Linked DNA regions of Zea mays: regions 2, 3 and 4 are each linked to region 1. The links are chromatin contacts, called in public Hi-C maps. All regions are on one chromosome and are shown on one strand. The core of a region is the stretch at or near the end of the contact, and the rest is flanking DNA. Distances in the headings are between cores, read along the strand shown. Region 1 holds the start of LOC100277986. Region 2 holds the start of LOC100279417 (Protein WALLS ARE THIN 1). Region 3 holds the start of LOC100279531. Region 4 holds the start of LOC100277519.

Region 1 (2,935 bases), core at 187-2,686:
TTAACATTGTGTTGCCTTGTTTTTAATTCACAACAATTGAAAACAAGTGACCAACACCAGGGACCAGAGACGAACACCTCTTCAGAAGGTACGTGTCTCTCAGTCTTCTGTGATTCTGTGATTCTGTGTTCAGTAATCAGTACTTAAGTTCAGACTTCAGAGTTCTAGGGTTCTAGTTCTAGACTTCAGACTTCAGACTATACTTTTTCGGTTGGGTCCACCATTGATCATTACCCCAGAGGTACCTTAAAATAAACAACATTTGGTATGATAATTGTACAAAATGCAGATACAACATGATTAAAAAGAGGTTGTAGTGCCACGTATTGAAACATTTGGAGAGACGAACCAAGGTCGCCTTGTGTCGGCGGCCATGGATGGAGCAACAATGACGGCCCAAGGTCGTGGTGTCCCTCTTATCTTGGCATGAAGAAGATAAAATCTAGAGGTAAAAGTGGTTCATTTAAATTGCAATTGTCCATCCTATATTTTTCCGGCTGGGTCCACCATAAATCATCACCCCGGAGATACCTTAAAACAAACAATATTTGGTAATTGTACAAAATGCACATGCGTGATTAAAAAGAGGTTGTAGCCTTGTAGGTATTGACATGCAAGAAGAAGCTGATAGGGTAAATCTAGAAATGGACATTTGAGTTGGGGAAAAACAAGATGTGAGGCCTTAGTAGCGCTGATGAGGAATGGTAGCACAACGGAAAACACTGTACTTTTTCACTCCTAGAGTAGTGCTTCAGAGACCCTATCATGTCTTTGTCTATCAGTAAAGACTTGACTTTTTGTGAAGGTTAGCCTGCGAAATTGTGAATGACTGAATGCGCCGGCATGGTGGATATTCTTCCGTGTAGCATTTTGTGAAACAAATTGCACTGAACTAGCAAACCGTATGAACAACTATTCTTTCAGCCTACATCATGTTGAATCTAGATTCAATTGCCCCGGCACAGCACAACCAAGCTACGGTTTTTTTTCCTGGGAACGGTATGGAGGAGGGACCTGGGGCTGAGACACCGACCTTACTGCGTTGCCGCGCCCACTGAGCTCGGGTGGGAGCTTGCGCTCGTTGACGGCGTCCATGACGGCGGCGAGGCGGTGGTGGGCGGACCCGGACGGCTCCTTCTTCTTCCTCCTGCTGTTGTTGTCGGTAGACGTCGACGAGGCGGAAGGTGCGTCGGGGTCGGGTGGACACGAGGCCGACCAGAAGGCGCGGGGTCCCCGGGCGGGCGCGAGCGCGAGGAAGCGGCGGGCTGCGGCGCTCGTCACCGCCATTGGAGAGAGACCTCTGGCACGGGCGGCGATCGAGGCACGGCTGCGAACAGCGAACAGGCCCGCCCGTGGCTGCGCAGCTTCCACGACACCACCACCGGTCCGAGTCGGCTGGCGGAGTTAGCCTCGGTTCCGGGCTGGAAGCAGCTCATGGACCTCTTGTGCGTTTGCGCTTCTCGCTTCATGGACCGTAATCCTCCGTGGGTAGGATCTGACAAAGTGGCAAGGTCGACGAAATAATCGTGTCTCGTCCGCTCGCTCGATCAGTGATCAACTCGATTTGATTTAGATCTGCTCGTTGAATTTTCCACGAGCTAAGCTGATATCATAGCTCGGTTCATTTATGAGCCAGCTCACAAGCTAAACGAGATATCACGTTTCTGCCAGGGCCGTCTCTGTGGGGGTGTCAAGGGTGCGGCCGCATCGAACCCCAAAAATAGAGGGTCCCTAGCCACTATACGGTAGCATTTTTTCCTGTTAAACCTATCTATTATAGACATAAATACGTAAAGAGCGATGCGGTAACGAGTTATCGACTAGTCTCGTTTATATTCTTAAACTGTCTTAATTACTTATCGAATACTCCATCCGTTTCAAAATAGTATTTGTTTTAATTCTTGATTTTTATGTTTATATTGATGATGATGAATCCACTAAAGAAGCAAAACAAATTCTATTTTGATATAGGGAGAGTATTATAAACTATACATATGATGGTTGCTTTGGCAGAGAGAAGCTTTTTAAAATTGAAATATTTTTGTGAACTATTTTTTATCAACAATAACTCAAGAGATGTTAAATGGCTTGGTGATTCTATATATCGAAAAAAAAAGTTGTTGGATGAGATTGATCTCAATGATATAAGAGATGAATTTGTATCACAAAATGTTAAAAGATATTTTTAATAATATCAGATAACAAGTGCTTTTTGCTATATTTTACATTTGTTATCTTGTAAACTTCAAAATAGTACATAATAATTTTTATATGTCAAATATTTGATAATATATGTATAATTATATATATATATAATTATATTTGTGTGTGGATGGGCCTCGATATCAGATTTCGCACTCGGCCCCTGAAAAGCCAGGAACGGCCCTGGTTTCTGCAAAATGAAATTATACATATTATTTACGTAACAATTGATGAACATGCTATCTGTATGTATGGTGTTTATAGTGTATAAATTAAACTAATGATTGATAAATTGTTTCTATATGTTTAATTGGTCTATGCGAATATAACTATGAGTTAAATTGATTAATATGTGTGTAAATTGTAACTTGTGAATTGATAAGTGATGAGTTGTGTTAATTTGATGTTACATTGATGTGGTCTGTGAAACTATTAGTATAATTATTATTTATATTATTAAATTAGTTTGAAATTAACTAGAAATTGATTATTATATACATATTGTTTTTTTCTGATCTAGATCGCGAGCTAAACGAGTCAGCTCGAGCTCGTAAACGAGTCAAGCTAGCCGAGATGACTCTATAACTCATTAGCTTAACGAAGAGTCGAGCCAGCTTATTAACTTAACGAGCCAGCTCGAACTCGGATGAGCCGAGACGAGTTGGCTTGATATCCGGCCTTACTTCTAATCAACTGGCCCTCAAAGCTAATTGATGTTTGTTCGACTGAGTGT
Region 2 (2,960 bases), core at 136-2,635, 340 kb after region 1:
TTTAGTTACATCTATTTTAGCGTTGTACCAAGTACAATTACATAATTCAGTTACTTAATACAGTTACTTAATTTAGTGCCCATGAGTAACAATAATATACAAGAAAATAATCAACAATCAGCAATAAAATTTATATCTATATTGCACATCGAGATTGAGAGACTAAGAGCTGATTACCTGAGCGCGTGGTGCCCCTCGTGCTACGGTAGCGGCGCGGCGGTGCTGGTGCAGGGGCGACGCGGCGCGAAGAGCGACAGCTGTGACATGGCGCTAAAGCACTCGAGCAGTGCCTCGTTTGGTAGCTTGGCGCTCTCCGTGAAGATGCGGTGGGGCGGCGAGGCGGTGGGGCGGCCCGGCTAGTGCAGGGGCGGTGCGGCTATGGAGCAAGCCGCGCGGGGGAGGGCGCGGCGTGGCTGTGGAGCAAGGTCGCGCGCGGCAGGGTGCGGCGCGGCTGAAGCACGGTGCGCGGGGGAGGGCGCGGTGCGGCGCGGCAGGAGCAGCGCGGGGGAGGGCGCGGCTGCAACGCGCGGGAGGGCGGCACGGCGCGGCTGCAGGCACGGGAGGGCGGCGCGGCGCAGTTGCAGGGCGCGGGAGAGGGGTGGCTCTGCGTGGCGCGGGGGAGGGCACGGGAGGGCGGCGCGGCGGGAGGGACAAAAGGCGACGACGCAGAGGAAGACGGCGACGCGGCGGGAGGGAGAAACGGCGGCGGCGCGGTAGGGGAGAAATGGGCGGGCGCGGGATTTTTGGTGAGGACGCGGCGCGGCTGAGGAAGACAGAGCAGTCGTGTTTGGGTAGGGTTAAAAAATAAGAGTTTGCTGCTTTCGCGGTACCCCGACACTCTTAAATTAATAGTGTGGGTTTTCTCGGCACCCCGACACTCTTAATTTAAGAGTTTCGGTACAGTAAAAAGCCACACTTTTACAGTATTAAGAGTGTCTGGGCCGACACTCTCAAATTTACCGATACTTCTTCAACGTTTTCTTGTACGGGCTGCCCGGACCTACCGTGCCGGCACGGCACGGCTAAGGAGGTTCAGTGCCGTGCTTGGGCGTAGGTTAAGATACTAGTGCCGTGCCGGCACGACACGGCTATTAAACGGGCCAAACGGAACGTACCCTAACCATGCCGTGTTTGACCGTGTCAGGGCTGGACCGGGCCGCCCGTTTGGTCATTTATAGCCACATCCCTCTCTGTTCTCTCTCTTTCTTTTGCCGCTCCAACCTTGGGGCCCACATGCAGTAGTGTGGAGCTCACAGTACAACACCACTCTCCCTCGGCCTCGGACATTCCGTCGGTCGCTATACTCCTCTCACTCTGGCTTGCACTTGCTGCCCTTTATATAGCCACCCCCTCCGGAGCTCACTCACTCCCCACTCTTGGTGCTCTTGCTTGAATATAGTCCCCCTCCTCTCTCTCTCACACACCTGTTCTTCGATCTCGGCCTAGCTAGCTAGCTAGCGAGCAAGCTATAGCTTAGCTCGGCTAGCCGGGTGTGTCGCCGGTCGGCTAGGCAACGCCGCTAGCGATCGCAAAATGGCAGATGCGGGGGAGGGGCGGCGGGTGTGCGGCATGCCGGAGAAGGCGCAGCTGCACGTTGCGATGCTGGCGCTGCAGTTCGGCTACGCGGGCTTCCACGTGGTGTCGCGGCTGGCGCTCAACATGGGCATCAGCAAGCTCGTCTTCCCCGTCTACCGCAACATCATCGCGCTCTGCCTCCTCGTGCCCTTCGCCTACTTTCTAGAGAAGTACGCACTGCTGGCACAATTGCTTGCATGCATGTTTTTTTTTATTTCGCTGCTGCTGCTGCTAGCTGATGATGTATATGAACTGCCTGCGTATGTGCGTGCGTGCCCGGCCCCTGCTGCAGGAAAGACAGGCCGCAGCTGACCCTCAACTTCGTCGTCCAGTTTTTCTTTCTCGCGCTCTGCGGGTAAGCTACCGACACCAACATATGCATGCATGCCCATCATGCATGACTGATACAGTAAATCGTAGTAATTATGCACGCATGCATGCTTGTTGTCATCATCAGCATCACGGCGAACCAAGGGTTTTACCTCCTGGGCCTGGACAACACGTCGCCGACGTTCGCGTCCGCCATCCAGAACTCGGTCCCGGCCATCACCTTCGCCATGGCCGCGGCGCTGCGGATCGAGAAGGTCCGGCTGGACCGCCGCGACGGCGTAGCCAAGGTGGCGGGCACGCTGGCGTGCGTGGCGGGGGCATCCGTCATCACGCTCTACAAGGGCCCCACCATCTTCGGTCCCGGCGGCGGCGGCGGCCTCGAGCTGGCGTCAACCAGCAAGGCGGTGGCCGGCGACAAGAACTGGACGCTGGGTTGCGTGTACCTGATCGGGCACTGCCTGTCGTGGTCCGGCTGGCTGGTGCTGCAGGCTCCCGTGCTGAAGAAGTACCCGGCACGGCTGTCCGTCACCTCCTACACCTGCTTCTTCGGCGTCATCCAGTTCCTCATCATCGCCGCCTTCATGGAGAGGGACGCCGACGCATGGAAGTTCCACTCCGGATCCGAGCTCTTCACCATCCTATATGCCGTGAGTATATATATCTCTCTCTACTTATTAGCTAGGTTGCTGCATGCTACGACAACGTACTCCTATCTTATTATGAAGTATATACATATTGCACTATATATAATAATACGCTATTCCAACTCTTGTGTAGAGCCAAAGTATCTCAGGCTTAATCAAATTTATATGATGATACTTATAATGCCTAATCAATATTATTTGGTTTCTATTAGTTATATTTGTACATTATACTTATTTAGTGTTATAAATCTTTATTATTTTTTATAATTGAATTAAACTTAATATATTTTAACTGAAGAAATAAAGCAATTTATAATTTAGAGCTTTTGCATGTCACGTCAGGGCACCTGTCATGCATGTGGTGGAGACATAGATAGAGTATTAGTGCATTTCTGAGGCAGAAGTATACTA
Region 3 (3,317 bases), core at 71-2,570, 500 kb after region 1:
CGCGGTCGGGCACAGGTCATCTTCATGGTTGGTGGAAGCCGACGACGATGGCAGCACTGCTGATTGCGCCTGCTGCTGTGGCCGTCGAGTGGCAGGTGGAGGTGAGATCTCCTTGCCAAGGGCAGACGAAGACGATGACGACGAGCATCCTTCTTGCGAGCCCCGCGACTGAGGGGACTCTTCCTTGCATGGCTTGAGGCCCTCCACCTTTGGGTTGCTAACGCCATTCTGCTGCCGATCTGAAACAAGAAAAGCACAAGCACAAATTGGACCAAGATCTGATGAAAATGAAAACATTCAGAGGCCAGGCCACACACACAGAACCAATCAGTCAGTCAGTCGTGGAGATACCTAGCGGCGGCGAGCGGTCAAGAAGCTCGGAGCCCTTGAGGATGTACTCGTTGCCCTGCGCGGGGAGCACCAGGTCGTCGTCGGACAGATCGTGCCACACGAAGCCGTTCTTGTAGCTCCTGGCGATGCCATGCGATACAAATTACAATAGGAGGGAACAGCAGACAAAAGCAAAAAACAAAGGTTGGCTTGCGAAATGCAGCAGTACCTCTTGCAAGACCAGGAATACTTGGAGGACATGCCCTTCCCGCGCAGCACGTTGAGGCGGTTAATCACATCTGCAGCAGCAACGCCATTAACGCGACTCGCATCATGAGCTAGCTAGTTGTTGGTACGCACGGCGAGCGAGTTTATGGCGAATTTGGAACCCCCAGATGGAACCGGAAGGCGGCACCTTTATTGAGAGAGGGATGGCTGACTGACCTCGCAGGTAGAGACCTTCCTCCGGGGCGGCGAGCGGCACCTCGATTAAGTGCGGGTGCTCCAGATGGCGGTTGCGGCAAAGGTAGTACACCACGGACACCCTCTTGGCCGCCACCGACGGGGCCGGGGGCGAGGGCGGGGGCAGCGACCGCGCCGGGGTCTGGTGGTGGCTCTTGCCCGGCGGCTCGACCCACACTTTGGTGCGGCCGGGGCTGGTACCGGTGCCGGTGCCGCGCCGCCGTGCCGGCCCTCCCTCCGTCGCTGCCCCAGACCCTGCTGGAGGAGCCATTCACGGAGGGAGGAATGGACGAGCCGCGGATCAGGTCACAAGGCGCTGGCCGCTGGGCATGGAACCCGGGCACCGTCAGCTGGTACGGATGGGATGGAAGAAACAGGAAAGCAAATGGGGGCAAAGGCAATTCAAAGAGCAAGCAACGGTGAATGAGATTAGGAGAGCTCAGGTGATGAAACGAGGCGAGCGATTAGGAAGGAGATGGCGGAGTAGAGGCAATAATGGAGCTGGCGAGCAGCTGCGGCGGCATGTTGGTGCACGACGGGACGGGACTCTTCAACGTTCCCTAGTTTTATTCCCTCAAAAAATATTTAATATTATATGTCATTTAAAACAACTTCTAAAAGATGCAATCTTTTGTATCTTCTTTATCTCTAACAACATCATCTAAATTCAATCATCTATATCTCATTCTCTTTATTTTAATAAACAATAACTATCAACTTAATTAACATAATAATTTACTAGGTCAGTACCCGTGCGTTGCAACGGGAAACATATAATATCATGATAACTTATATACAAAATGTGTCTTATATTGTTATAAGAAAATATTTCATAATCCATTTGTGATCCTAGCCATACATAAATTTTGTTATTTTAATTTAGTTGTTTCACTACTACATTGCAACCATCAGTATCATGCAGACTTCGATATATGTCATGATTTGCATGGTCTCATTATTGGAGAGCACGCGCCACACCTGCCGGTAGAAGTTCCGTCGTACATCGTTAGTCATCAGGCACGCACCACCATACACGCTTGCTTAAACAAAAAATGCAAGTGTGTGTTTGCGAAGAGAATTAAAGGCAGATCGGCACAAAAGGTACCCCGACGATGGCGAGTGGTCATTGTTATCGGTCCACCTCTGCTCACTTCCGGTGTCGAGATGACGCCACAATCCTTGATATAATAGTCGTCGAACGCGCGCGATATGGTGAGTACCGATCACTCTTGGCTGGGCTGCCAAATGAAGTGCACCCCGGGCTCATCAGCGAGGTAGTACACCTGGTCGTTGCACCACCGGATGTGCTACTCCTCTACATACATCTTGTTCGAGGGCACTCACACAACAACAACAATGGTCGTCATTCCAGCGCACAAGAATTCATGGCCGGTCAGTAGCGACTTACGTGGCAGGTTAGGCTTCAGGTGGATGATGAGCTAGACGGCGTGATGGCGTCGTAGTAGGTTGTGATGCCCAGAACAACCCGAGAGTCGTCGACATTCGCGACGACCATGAGGTCCCCATGTTTGACGATGGACAGCGCGGTGCAGCCGCTCTGGACCACGTCCAAGCGGCGGCTGCGCCGGAGCTTGCCGTACACAGCGGCGCATGGGCCATGTAGGACTGCTTCCAGAGGTCGAACTGGTAGTCGCCAAGTTTTTTCTCGTCGTCGGTGAGCGACGCCAACGCGAGCGCCTCGTGCTAGTGGTGTTTGTTCGGGGTTTCCAAGTAAGAAACATGGATTCATCTTTGACATTGGTTTATGAAAATGATTTATAAGTTAGATCCATGGAAAAATATTACGGAGAATAAATGTTACACATGCAAAAAAAAAGTATTTAAGTTGAAAACATTATTCAAACAAAAGAAATTGCATGCAAGGCTCTTTTTTAAATACTACTCCCTCAATCCAAAAATATAATTTAATAATCTCAGTGATACTTATCTACTACTACACATTGTGCAAGGGTAGCAGGTGGGCTTCGGGAGAGATGTATTATATGTTTTTACTATAATAGATGTAGACATAAACACACATGTGGTGTAGTGGTAGCTACAAACACATTTATTTGAGAGGTCACGGGTTCGAATCCCCTTGGAGCCTGTTTTTTTAATTTAATTTTAGCTAGGCGTGGGATGCACGTGGGAATGGGAATAGGCTTTGTGGGAGGGGGAATGAGAAAGACACGTGATAGCCGGGAATGGAAATATGAATGGGCTTTGCAGGGAGGGGGAATGAGAAAGACAGACAGCTGGGAATGGGAATGGCAGAACATGGAATGGGGCAGCCTACCCCTTACCGTCTTAATAGGTAGTAGAGATTTTAATAAACAACAACTACCAATTAAACAAAGTTTTGGTGTCGGCTCACTATAAATGTCCAAACGGGCTATCAGCACGAACACGACCCAAGCTCATTCAGACTCTATACGAACAGTGTCAAGCCAGACATGACCTGTTTTGATGCGGGGCTGGATCGGGCTGGAGCACGTGGAAAGGGAAATGCGCCCTTGGCTATTTCT
Region 4 (3,050 bases), core at 187-2,686, 400 kb after region 1:
GGTTTTGGAAGAGGTTGCATGAGAGCTTGGATATACAGTTGAATTTTAGTTCGGCCTACCATCCCCAAACTGATGGGCAGACACAGAGGACTAACCAAGTGATGGAGGATATGTTAAGAGCTTGTGCTCTTAAACATGGTGGAAGTTGGGATAAGAGCTTACCATATGCGGAGTTCTCTTATAATAATAGCTACGAGGCCAGTTTGAAGATGTCACCGTTTGAGGCTCTATATGGTAGAAAATGCAGGACTCCTCTATACTGGGATCAAACTGGTGAAAAGCGGTTCTTTGGGCCTAAACTTATACAAGAGGTAGAAGAACAAGTGCGAATGATAAGAGAGAATTTGAGAATTGCACAATCAAGACAGAAGAGCTATGCTGATACCCGGAGAAGACTGCTGGAGTTTAAGGAGGGTGATCACGTGTATCTAAAGGTGTCACCGATCCAGGGTATGAGGAGATTTAAAGTTAAAGGAAAATTGTCCCCTCGCTTCATTGGACCTTTCCTGATCTTAAAGCGAGTGGGAGAAGTGGCATATCAACTAGAACTACCCGATCATCTTGCGAATGTACATGATGTCTTCCACGTGTCACAACTAAAGAAGAGCCTCAGGGTACCTGAGGAGCAACTACCAATGGAGGATCTTAGTGTTCAAGATGATCTAACGTATACGGAATATCCTACCAAGATTCTTGAAACTTTGACTCGAGTTACAAGAAATAAGGTTGTTAAGATGTGCAAAGTGCAATGGAGCCATCATGGAGAAAATGAAGCTACTTGGGAGAGAGAAGAAGAGCTTCGCATAGATTTTTCCCATCTTTTCCCTAGTCCTTCCTAAATCTCGGGGACGAGATTCTTTGTAAGTGGGGTAAGATTTGTAATACCCAAATAATTGGATTTATAAAAATGTATAAGTATTGGGTATTATAAATAAAAAAAGGGGTTATGGGATTATTTGTTTTGGTTTACTTCTTATTGCATAATCCAAAAATGGGCTCAAGTGAACTATTAACTAGTGTAAATAAATGTATAAATTAAATATGCATTATATGCTGGGTTCTTGTATTTTTGCATTTGTGTTCAAAGTTGTGAGACAAGTTCAAATTTGAAAATTAGAATTTGAAAACAGAAATTATGAAAGAAAAGAAAAAGAAAAGAAAAAGGAAAAAAGAGAAATTCACGGCTTGGGCTGGCTTTTCCTGGGTCGGCCCACTAACCAACCGTCCGCAGCCATTTCTCCTGACCTGGTGGACCCACGTGTCGGGCACCTAATCGAGTGTCATTCTCCTTGCGTCGCTGTCATGTGGCCCCACCGAGTCAGTACTTTCCTTTCCTCTTGCGCGCGCGACGTGGATGACTGGTGGGTCCGGTTTACCAGAGGCAGAGAAGGGGTCTTCTACCCGTAGCTGGCGGAGGGCATCGCAGACTCCGTGCGCGGTGGGATTCAACCGTAATCGCGGAGACCTCGGCGTTCGACTCAGGAGTCCAAGACTCCATGGTTAAAAGCGGCGCGCCATGCTCCTTTCTCCACTCGTGACCAATCCTAGGCTGCAGCAACAAACATGGCCCTAGTAGAGAGAATGCGGAGAGAGAGAGAGCCGCGAGTGTACGGGTTCTGGCGGAGCTGCGGCTTCAAGCAAGGTGCCGTGCAAAGTCGCTGGGGAGTACGCGCGAAGCATTGCCACACGGCAACCTGGAAGCAAGGGTCTCGGCGTAATTATACTGCAGTGGGGATTTCACAGCGCACGCCAGGCGGACGAACCGTGGATGGGCGCGGTCGGCATTTCACCGGACCGGGCCTTCATCGCCAAATCGAGCCGAGCGTCGGGAATTCTAGTGAGAATCACCACTCTAGCTGTCTCCGCTTTATATTTCTGTGCAGGTAGCAGTTTGTAGGCTCGGGCTTTGGTCTATCAACAAGTGTGTCGGGTAGCGCCGTCAAGTCTGGTCATGGGGGTAGGAAAGAAGATGAATGTGTGGCCGTGTAAGGTAGGAGCAGAGGCGTCCGGGCGGTAGATAGGGCTCGAATGGCGAGCTCGGAATAGTTTGTTGTCGCGTCCATGGCGCTCGTCCGCAGCGGATTAGCTGGAGAAAAAAAAAGAAGAGAGAGAGAACCGGTGAGGTAGAAGAAGGCCGACGACCGTTGATCCCGTGTTGTACGGTGGGGATCGGATGACCGTAGCCGCTCAGCCGGATTGATGCGCAACCGTTAGATTCATTATCAACGTTCACGATGTGAGCTAGCGTACCGATTCGGCCGTGTCAATCTCGGCCGATGATCATCGGATGTGCGGGCGAAAGGAAACCATACTTGTAGACCGTTGGATCGGGATCCTGCGCTCGCGGGCTCGTAACGGTTCACGTTATGATCTGGCGCGTCTGATTCTGATTGGATGGCCAGAGATGGCCGATACCGCTTCAGTTGATAAAAATTACTAACGAGCCCCTCTGTTTCTGGCCAATCAACCCGCCGTCCATCAGCGCATTAGATCTGAGTCTGTGGGGTTTTTGCGAGAAAGCCCCTGGCCTTTCTAGAATTTGGCGCGTAGACCAGAGAACTAAAGAAATAGATAAATAATTATAGAAATTGATTTTTAATATAAAAAAATTCTAGAAACAAGTATAAATCATATTAAATTTATTTTAACTCCAAATTGAGTCATTCCAGTTGCAATAATTTTGTATTAATATTGTCTATCAACTAGTAACATTGTTTAGCCATAAAACTTGAATTAAAATTGTTCATTTGAATTAATCTAGTCTAAGTGCTTAATAGCTTCAGAAATTCATAACTAAATAACTATAACTCCAAACTAATGATTCATGTTCCTAGGATCTTATTTTACTGTCTAGATTATTATTGTGTATTTTATTTACATGTTTGGTGTGATGTTAATTTTTACTATACTATGTATGTATTGTGTTGATGCGAGTAGACGAGCAAGCTACAGAGGATCTAGGGCCTCAGCTGGTAGAGTCTGCTGAGCAGGAGCTCGTTGAAGGCAAGTTGTGCCGTTGATCACTTCCTTTTTACCCAGTCATGTTCTTC

Evidence for each region. Hi-C and Micro-C count contacts between places; a contact is called where the count stands out from the background.
Region 2: a contact with region 1 is called in a Hi-C map of ear, with 3 times the contacts expected there. The contact joins the promoter of LOC100279417 here to the promoter of LOC100277986 in region 1. A contact is called at or near these places in 2 of 25 Hi-C or Micro-C datasets (ear and tassel).
Region 3: a contact with region 1 is called in a Hi-C map of leaf, with 3 times the contacts expected there. The contact joins the promoter of LOC100279531 here to the promoter of LOC100277986 in region 1. A contact is called at or near these places in 2 of 25 Hi-C or Micro-C datasets (ear and leaf).
Region 4: a Hi-C map of leaf shows a contact between it and region 1, with 6 times the contacts expected there. The contact joins the promoter of LOC100277519 here to the promoter of LOC100277986 in region 1. A contact is called at or near these places in 4 of 25 Hi-C or Micro-C datasets (ear, endosperm, leaf and 1 more).

Annotation. Positions count from the first base shown.
Region 1 is chr4:53,114,462-53,117,396 of Zm-B73-REFERENCE-NAM-5.0, reverse strand. It overlaps LOC100277986, which reads right to left and starts at 1,436. Exons shown (of 3, transcript NM_001151413.1): 1 at 1,034-1,436. The coding sequence starts at 1,287.
Region 2 is chr4:52,773,223-52,776,182 of Zm-B73-REFERENCE-NAM-5.0, reverse strand. It overlaps LOC100279417 (Protein WALLS ARE THIN 1), which reads left to right and starts at 1,385. Exons shown (of 4, transcript NM_001152429.1): 1 at 1,385-1,745; 2 at 1,868-1,930; 3 at 2,033-2,552. The coding sequence starts at 1,534.
Region 3 is chr4:52,612,002-52,615,318 of Zm-B73-REFERENCE-NAM-5.0, reverse strand. It overlaps LOC100279531, which reads right to left and starts at 1,320. Exons shown (of 6, transcript NM_001399047.1): 1 at 775-1,320; 2 at 560-629; 3 at 352-470; 4 at 1-239. The coding sequence starts at 1,063.
Region 4 is chr4:52,710,080-52,713,129 of Zm-B73-REFERENCE-NAM-5.0, reverse strand. LOC100277519 reads left to right here and starts at 1,436. Exons shown (of 3, transcript NM_001151053.2): 1 at 1,436-1,837; 2 at 2,938-3,003. The coding sequence starts at 1,564.